2 separate regions of the Mus musculus genome follow, and region 2 is linked to region 1. Evidence: chromatin contacts called from public Hi-C data. All regions are on one chromosome and are shown on one strand. The core of a region is the stretch at or near the end of the contact, and the rest is flanking DNA. Distances in the headings are between cores, read along the strand shown.

Evidence for each region. Hi-C and Micro-C count contacts between places; a contact is called where the count stands out from the background.
Region 2: a contact with region 1 is called in a Hi-C map of the N1E-115 cell line, with 8 times the contacts expected there. The contact joins two enhancer-like sites. A contact is called at or near these places in 2 of 15 datasets of contacts at CTCF or cohesin (the NIH/3T3 cell line and embryonic stem cells), 9 of 484 Hi-C or Micro-C datasets (the AtT-20 cell line, the G1E-ER4 cell line, the N1E-115 cell line and 4 more), 3 of 115 datasets of contacts at active chromatin or transcription factors (astrocytes, embryonic basal ganglia and embryonic stem cells) and 1 of 9 other capture datasets (embryonic stem cells).

What each region holds. Positions count from the first base shown.
Region 1 is chr17:84,700,787-84,705,080 of GRCm38.p6, forward strand. No RefSeq gene overlaps it. Among named protein-coding and RNA genes, the nearest start is that of Abcg8, 20 kb to the left of the region's middle. Within about 2 kb of position 1,970, at least 21 of the 459 cell types and tissues checked have an H3K27ac peak or open chromatin away from gene starts, as enhancers often do. A contact at or near this core is called in the N1E-115 cell line, where this site is marked.
Region 2 is chr17:85,179,039-85,183,332 of GRCm38.p6, forward strand. All of the region lies in intron 3 of Camkmt (calmodulin-lysine N-methyltransferase), which reads left to right. Among named protein-coding and RNA genes, the nearest start is that of Gm36826, 23 kb to the left of the region's middle. Within about 2 kb of position 1,828, at least 14 of the 459 cell types and tissues checked have an H3K27ac peak or open chromatin away from gene starts, as enhancers often do. A contact at or near this core is called in the N1E-115 cell line, where this site is marked.

The sequences.
Region 1 (4,294 bases), core at 720-3,219:
GTAGAAACCTGACTTTTTAGTGGGGAAAGATAGATAGGAGCCCAGAAGTGAATGAGTCTGCTCGGCTGCTGTGCATCGCTACTTCCGGACTCTCAGTGGGCAGTGAGTGAACACGTGTGCAAATGTGCATGTGTGTACTCAGTCTTAACTGCGTATGTGTTCGTGTTCATACTCTAGTTCATCCAGCACTCGCTTTAACAGCTTCCCCAGTCTGTGCATGGGAGACACCTGGTTTCTGTGTCCATCCCTCTTCTGATGAGTCCTGTTTGTACTCTCCCTTTGGTTCATTCCCCATGCATGACTCTATCTGCAGAGCCTCCAGTCTGTTCTGCAGCCCCTCCCCAGGTCCCAGCTCTGTTTTGGTAACCCACTGTCTTTAGGCCTGGATGGAGAAGTGTAGAAGAAGCAGAAAGCAGTCATCTGACTTTGTAAGCTTGTCACTCAGTATGCTGTGGTACCCAGAACTCAGAGCACCAAAGATGCTGAAACTCAGGCTTGCCCACAGAGCAGGAGTCCTCCATCCTGTCTGAGTGCATCATAGCTGGTGTTGATGCATCCTAGGCTCTAACTCCAATGTTCTCCAGGGCACACAAGGCCCGGGAAGAGAAAGGCCGGGGTGCTAGGAACATCCAGTACTATCCAGTGCCCCTTATCTTCATTGCAAAGGGGCAGATTTTTCTTGTGGGTTGTAAATTTTTTCTGCTAAGGATATTTTAGGCTTTGATAGCCATATAGCCTGCCAGTAGGCTGTGCTGATGTGAACTGTTGCAACCACAGTAGAATGTGGAAGATGTGGGTGTGTTTCAGTAAAACAGCTTATAGAAGCACATAGCTCCTAGACTTGGCCTGAGGCTGCAGCTTGCAGACTCTTAATCCAAAGAGGAAGTTATAAAATGTACACTGTAAACTTTCCAAATTCAAGTTACACTATTGATGGGGAACTAACAATTAAACTGAAAATAATCATCTATGTTTTTGTAATTTTTTAAAACCGCTCTTGCTCTTAAAGATACTTAAAATAATCTTTCCCTGGGTTGACCTGTCTACAGGGGTAGATATCCTGCTTTTTTTTTTTTTTTTTTAATGTAGATTAAACTACATACAGAGAACATACTGAAAGTATGTCAAATCCAAGGGTCCTTCCAACACTCAAATTACTTAGCAGAAAATCGTGGCCTGGCACAGGGGAGCAGCTTCCTTAGGGCACACCAGCCATGAGGCACCGGGAGGAGCCGGCTGCAAAGGAAGCAAGCCCTTGGGTATTTTGCTGCAGATATAAGTTATTTGGACAACAGTTCAGTGTGCGTGCCTGAAAATGTCCTTATGTCGGCTCCCATCTTACCTCCGATGTCACTTGTGTTTGATAAACTGGTCATCTAGGACGGTTCCTGTGAACAGCTAGGGTAAAGAGCTTGGTGGCAGAAGAGGTAATTAAATCAAAAGCCTGAGGCTCAAGCCCCAACACCCAAACCTAAAACAAATATTGCCAGCCATGGTCCAGAGCAACGTTCAGTGTCCGTGTTAGGGAGGGCAGGCTGGTACAGAGAGTGGTACAGCAGTGTGTGGGGCTTCCAGCTCGGAATGAAAGAGAAGCGTTCAGGAAGTGGGTTAGGCTTTCTCAGCACTTGCCTGCTGTCCACTGGCTAGGTGACCTGCTTGTTTATTGTATATGACAGCCTTGTCTGTTTGTAGAGTTGAAGTGTTGTTTCTCCAAACTGAAAAACAGCTCTGCTGTTCCTTGCTAGAAAAGGGAAGCCTTATTTTCTCTTCTTTTCTTCTGTTAACTTCATTACTGCAGCACAGAATCTCTAATGTGCTAGGTCTGACTTCAGAACACAGTTGAAAGGTCGCCAACAGTGACAAGTATCTGAGGTCATCAACTTACAGATTTCACATCATGATCAGCTGGCCTCACTGACAAAGCTTTTTGTTTTGGAGGACTCCTTGGGCCTCAGATCCACCCTCCCAACTGAGCTACATTTTGGGGACCAAAGAATAGCACATGGAGGGGAACTGTCCAGTGTGCACAAACCAGGCATTTCGTAAACAGAGCTTGCAAGGAAGCACGGCCTGAAATCCATGGGGCTCACCCCATGAGGCCCACTGTGAACCCACCAGGTAGGTCTGCAGAACATTAGAAGAACCCCGGGGCTTTGGAAAGAATAAACAGGCCAAGAATGGTCTCCAGTGGCTGCCCGGGCAGGGTCAGTGAAGATGCTACAGATGGATTTCAGCTCCAGCGACTGTGCAAAGCAGCTTGCAAGAGCAGGAAGTCTGGAGTCTGTCTTACCTGGGGCTGCTGTTTCTAATCCGTATGCAAAAGAGAACTGGCTGCTTTCACTCTGCTAATGCAGCCACGTTCTCTATTTGTACTCAGGCTGTATAATGTGGGCTTTGTAAAGTCTGCTGGCCTGAAAGCAGGATACATTTCTAATGGAAACACTCCCACGCATGATTGTACAACAGCAAAGCGATAAATTACCGTGATTTTGGACCTCCTGTGGTTATCAGTTCCACCACACTTGAAGAAATGTTGCTTTTGCTTAGAAATTCTACAAATATTTTTTTCAGAGAGGCAAATATTAAATGAAAATTGTGCTGAAAGCCATGAGGGAGGTGTGCAGAATGCATGCACTGTGGACTGCAGGCGTGATTATACCAGAAAGTGATTTGCAACATAAAGCTTGTCTATAATTTGCTGCGACTCATAAATTTGATTATACCAAGCACTGGCTATTGGATTAAATAGAAGAAAAAAACGTTTTTCAGTGTAAGATGTCCAGAAACTGGTAACACTGTATCAGTGTGAAGGGTGTTTTGTTGTTTTAGACTTTTAATTGGACTGCCTTAGTTTTGTATTCTCATGGTTACTTTTTTCTTTCTTTTTTTTTTTTTTTTTTGAGACAGGGTCTGTATGGTCATGGTTGGCCTTGAATTCAACACCTACCTGCCTCTGTTTCTCAAATGCTGGGATTAAAGGCATCTACAACTATGCCCAGTGGGAAAGACTTTGAAAAACACATTTTTATTTTACCTTCGTTTTTGCCTGCATTTAAATGCATATATGTGCGCTTAACACGCATGTGCATGCGGTGTCCAAGGAGACCATAACTGGACACTCTGGAAGTCGAGTTACACACACAGAATGTTGTAAGCAGTCATATGGGTGCTGGGTGGGAACTGAACCCAGGTCCTTTGCAAGAGCAACAAGTTCTTTTAACCACTGAGCCATCTCTCCAGCTCAAGAAAAAGACTTTTTAGGAAGCCCTAGCTTATATCTGACTTATTGCTGCAAACCTACGCAAACTGACTTAGGTTTTCTTATCCTGATAATCAGGCAAGAGGGGTGCCTGGTATGGTAATCAGTGCTTAGGAGCCATGGAACTCAATATACCTGATTCAATTTGATGTGATGCTGCGGGTCTGTGGGACTATGGGACCAAGAGCCAGAGTTCACAATCTGTTCAGAAGGTAATGAGAGATGCATGCAGCCATGGGAGCCTTGGACAGGTAATACTGATGGCCGAGTGCTTCTGAATTCTGTGACCATCTCTGCAGTGTGTAAAAGATGCTCCTCCCCTTGGAGTGTCAACACATCTGAACTCAATTGTTTCTGCCTGAGACAAGAGTTCTAGAACTAAATATGTAAATCAGGTTGGCTTTGAACTCAGAGATCTTCTTCCTGCCTCAGCCTCTGGTGCTGGGACTGAATGTGTGTGCCACCACACCTAGATCTACTTCTCAATTCCTGGCAACTTTGCTCCTCAGAGACCCAGTTTAGCACAGCAAACAGCTAACTCACTCACTGGCTCTTCACATCAAGCCGGACATCTCCACACTTCTACTAAAAATTCAAGACTACGGGTCTTTGAGATGGCTTCAAGCCATCATATAAATATTTGATAGGATCTTTAAAATTGGCAGTTCACAAGTACTAAAATATACTTTATTCAGAGAAATTCTCATTTAAATGATATTGGCCTTTGGTCCATGAACGTACACCTGCACGCTCACGAGGTTGGAAAGATGGCTACTGTTAGAATGAAGGACTTTGCTTGCTTACTTTAAGAGTAATTCCCAACAAAAGCCTTTCTAACATCTGCTGGTCACTTCGCCATCTTAAATCTGCTTCAAAGTCTTACATGTAGGCTCTAACAAGCATTAGAATAATGCTGGACTACTGTCTATTCTCAAATTTACAAACCAGCATTTAGTCTATTCTCTTATGAATCACAGTAGCTTGTACAAACAAAACCCTGAAACCAAAAAGGGGGCGCTCCAGCCACTACATTTC
Region 2 (4,294 bases), core at 578-3,077, 480 kb after region 1:
ATGTAAGTGAATAGCGTGTGACGCAGAGTAGGTCCTCAAGAAACTCTGGCTTCGTCATTGACCTGTCAAGAGTTTAAAATTTATAATGGAACAGTCTGTTTTCAGGGGTTGTGGTGGTTTGGGTTTTGATGTGCCATTTGAATAGAAAGTACATTTGGAGAGTTTTCAAGCAACCATTCATCTAGCGGGGATTTTTCACCTAACAACAGCTTTTGTGCAATGCTTTTACAGTATACAAAAGTTAACTTTGCATTCTCTCCGCAAGGGAACTGAGAAAATGGATGAGAGGCAATTAGAGACAAATACTTCTGAAACAATGTTGCTAGATGAAATTATTTAAGTGCTGCTAAGGTTGGGGCTGCAGCTCAGAGGTAGAGTACCTGCTTGTCTGTGTGTAGAGCTCTGTGAATTCATACAGAAAATATTGGGTTCAATTTCTAATACCTCCCCAAAGTTTCCTTCCTTTCTCTCTCTCTCTCTCTCTCTCTCTCTCTCTCTCTCTCTCTCTCTCTTGGTTTCTCTCTCTCTTTCTTTCTCTCTCTTTCTCTCTTTCTTTCTTTCTTTCTTTCTTTCTTTCTTTCTTTCTTTCTTTCTTTCTTTCTTTCTTTCTTTCTTTCTTTCTTTTTTTGGTTTTTCAAGACAGGGTTTCTCTGTGTAGCCCTGGCTGTCCTGGAACTCACTTTGTAGACCAGGCTGGTCTCGAACTCAGAGGCAGAGGCAGGCAGATTTCTGGGATCAAAGGTGTGTGCCACCACCGCCCGGCTCAAAGTTTCCTTTCTTCTCCCCAGTTGAAGGTGAAATAATCTAAATGTGGAATAGAGAAGATGTCTCTATGACACAGCTGCTTAGGTCGGATCTTAATTTACCCAATATAAAAATAATTTAGGCAAAAATGTCACATTTTTAATGTTAAGTGACAGATAAACAAAGATTTGCCACGGAGACTTTTGGAGCTTTAGTTACAGCATCAGTGCCTTAGATTTCTTGGAAGTGAGAAGAGACAACACCCAGGCCAGGCTTAGGATCCCCTCAGTTTCCCTCAGCATCATAGCTGGAAGGCCTGGGTAAATCTACAAAAATAGTGTTGAAGCTAGCTTTAGAATTTCAATAGTTATTGTATATTCAACACAGCCACAGAAGCACTCTATTTTCATTTTAAAAATTTACAATTAAAGTGATTTAGGTACACCTCAAATACTTGATTATATACAAACCCATTACAGGGTTTATGCACACAGTAAATCCCTTCTTATTATGGGGTTTTGTGCACATTAAATGCCTGGTTGTTGTAGATTGTTGTTTTTCTTGTTACCATTAAATGTAACATTTTCCTAGGTGATGAAATGTGTTATTATTGGGAACATTTATTTGAGTGTGCATTCTGTAGTTTAAAAGAGAAAGGTATTTAAACAGCAAAGACTTAGCTGTTATGAAATTTATTTTTATAAATAGCTTTCAGCAAAAACCAGAGCAGTGCTTTAAAATTACAGTTAAAAAAAATCATTTAATCATCACACTTCCTGTTGGCTAATAGGGTAGTAAGTGACTTTTCCTCTTGCAATAGGCTGCTCTAGCTCTGCCCACTAAGTGGGTCTGAGCGTACCAGGCTGGTTTCCGTCAGCCTCCACACAAAGTGCTGAGAGTTCAGGGAGCATATCTTTCCTTCCCCGTAAATTCACTTAAGTACTAGTCGTGCTGCGGCTTTAACTGGGGCAGACAACCAGACTTGAGATAAAATGAAAATAATGGTCCAGGCTGGGTGCAGGGGATGGTAGAGCGCACATCAATACGCTGAGTGTGAGTCTATGTTAATGTGGGCCTGATGGATCAGCTTTCTCTTTTAGCCTGGAGGACCATTAAGCCCTGGAAGCTGGGTCAAACTGATAGAGTCGGCAAATATACAGCTCATCACTTAGCAGCGGTGGTTAACCGGCACGGCTGCCTAATGTGCAGGAACAACGCTGCTTAAACATTCGCCATGATCAGGACACAGATCGGGAAGAAGATAATAGATTCTGCCTTCATTTGCATAATCAAAGCTTCTCATTTTCCACCTATAGATAATATAAGAGGGGGCGAAACCACAGCCAGCACTTCCATTATGCTGTTAATCTTGAATCTCAGCAAATAATTTCCATAAAAATGTAAATAACTTGTTTCAAAAAAAAATTGCAATGGAAAGGTTTTCCTGTGTTGCTTCTTTGGGGTTAAATTGTAGATACAGGTAGAGCGCTCCTGTCCTGAGGATTTTGAGGGATAAGAAATAAAACTAAGTTTTCCTCCTTTTTGTAATTATGAATTCTTATAGTGATTTGACTCATGTGCAAAACTTTTTGCCGTGTTAAGCCAGATTGCTTTTAGTGTACGGGATTTGAAAAAAAAAAAGTTGCAAGTTACCGAGGTGACCAAAAAACTTGGTCGTTTATTTCCCCTCAAAGCAGAGAAATGGCAAAGTTCATAGTAAAATGAAAATGAACAATGGGAGAAAGGAAAGAGCGCAGGGCCAAGAGTTACCCTTCACAGAGCTCAGCACCAGGGGCCCTCTGGCATCTCACAGTGGCGCGTCCCCCATCACCTCCATCTTCCTGTCTCCCCTTCCATCTAATCACGCCACAGCTGGGGTGGGTAGCGCTGTTAGCCAAGTACTTTCTTACATAATTTCCAAAGTGTTAAACTTTTAAACCTGGCATCACTAGCTTATCAGAAATATTGAATTCACATTTTTGTATTGTGTGGACCTTTGTATCCACTCTTAAAGAGACCTCTTTTGAGCACTCCTATTTCCTATTTCCGCCGCGGTCTTGAGCACAGCGTATCTTGTAGGTACTTCTGCCTCATTTATAAAAAGGAGGTCATGAGGAAGTTCCTGGAGTGACTGGGCTTAGGGGCAGCTAGGCCTGTTACTCATATTGTCGTCCGAGGCAGGTGATGACAGGCTTGAGGCCAGCCTGGGCTACAGAGCAAGGGTTTTGTGTTAAAGTCTGATTGTAAAGGAATTTGTATTTTGTGTATATGGACGTGTCGTGGGCGTGGTCCACGCATGTGACCGCACCGCATAGCCCTGTGCGGTGGCGTACGGAGGGAGGCCCGAGCGGCATGCTGGCTGGCTTCCTGTGCTGCTTCCCACCCTGTTCCCCCGAGACAGGGTCTCTCCCTGACCCTGAGCCCCTGCTGGATACCTGGAACACTCCTGAGATCTGCCTGTCTCTGAGCTCACGGGCAAGGGGGGGTTGTGTCTCCCATTCTATGTGGGATTTGGACCCAGCTCTTCAGGGTTGCAAGGTGAGCATTCTTACCCATTTACCCAGCCCTGTACTTTTTTTGTTGAAGGAAAAAAAATATTAAGTGCTTCTGTGTATCTTGTTGGATTCTATACTGAAGTCTCTATGAAAAAAAAAAACCTAACATAAATTCTGTATAAAATGGTTTTGGGATATGTGTTTAATTCCAGCTCTCTTCTATGCAATTTTTTCTTTAGTGGGCCTGTACTGGCTAGTTTTGTGTCAACTTGGCACAGGCTGGAGTTATCACAGAGAAAGGAGCTTCAGTTGGGGAAATGCCTCCATGAGATCCAACTGTAAGGCATTTTCTCAATTAGTGATCAAGGGGGAAAGGCCCCTTGTGGGTGGTGCCATCTCTGGACTGGTAGTCTTGGGTTTTATAAGAGAGTAGGCTGAGCAAGCCAGGGGAAGCAAGCCAGTAAAGAACATCTCTCCATGGCCTCTGCATCAGCTCCTGCTTTCTGACCTGCTTGAGTTCCAGTCCTGACTTCCTTGCTGATGAAAGTATGGAAGTGTAAGCCGAATAAACCCTTTCCTCTCCAACTTGTTTCTTGGTCATGGTGTTTGTGCGGGAATAGAAACCCTGACTAAGACAGGACCCTTTTAAGAATTCTCTAAAGGAGGTATTACTTTCGGGTAAGCAACGTGTATCAAGTGATAGTCAATTTCCTTAGCTAGTGAGAGACTGAGGTGCGACTGAAGCTCGGCTGTGGCTCCTGGGTCAGCGTCGTGCATCCCTGACTTTATAGCAATGGGAAGAAACTTGGATAGTTGGAAACTGTGTTAGTACTTGAAGATGCACATGCTGGGGGTTGTGTGTGTGTGTGTGTGTGTGTGTGTGTGTAACACCCATGTCTTGTTCACAGCGGTCCCTTGTTTACCATCAAACCAGGACTGCAGAGGGTACCCAGTCAGTATTTTTGGATAAGTGCCAATGCGTGTTACCTATGCTGATTTGGAGTGATGCATCATAAAACCTTTGTCTCAGGATCCCTTGTCCTGCTTCTGCTTCA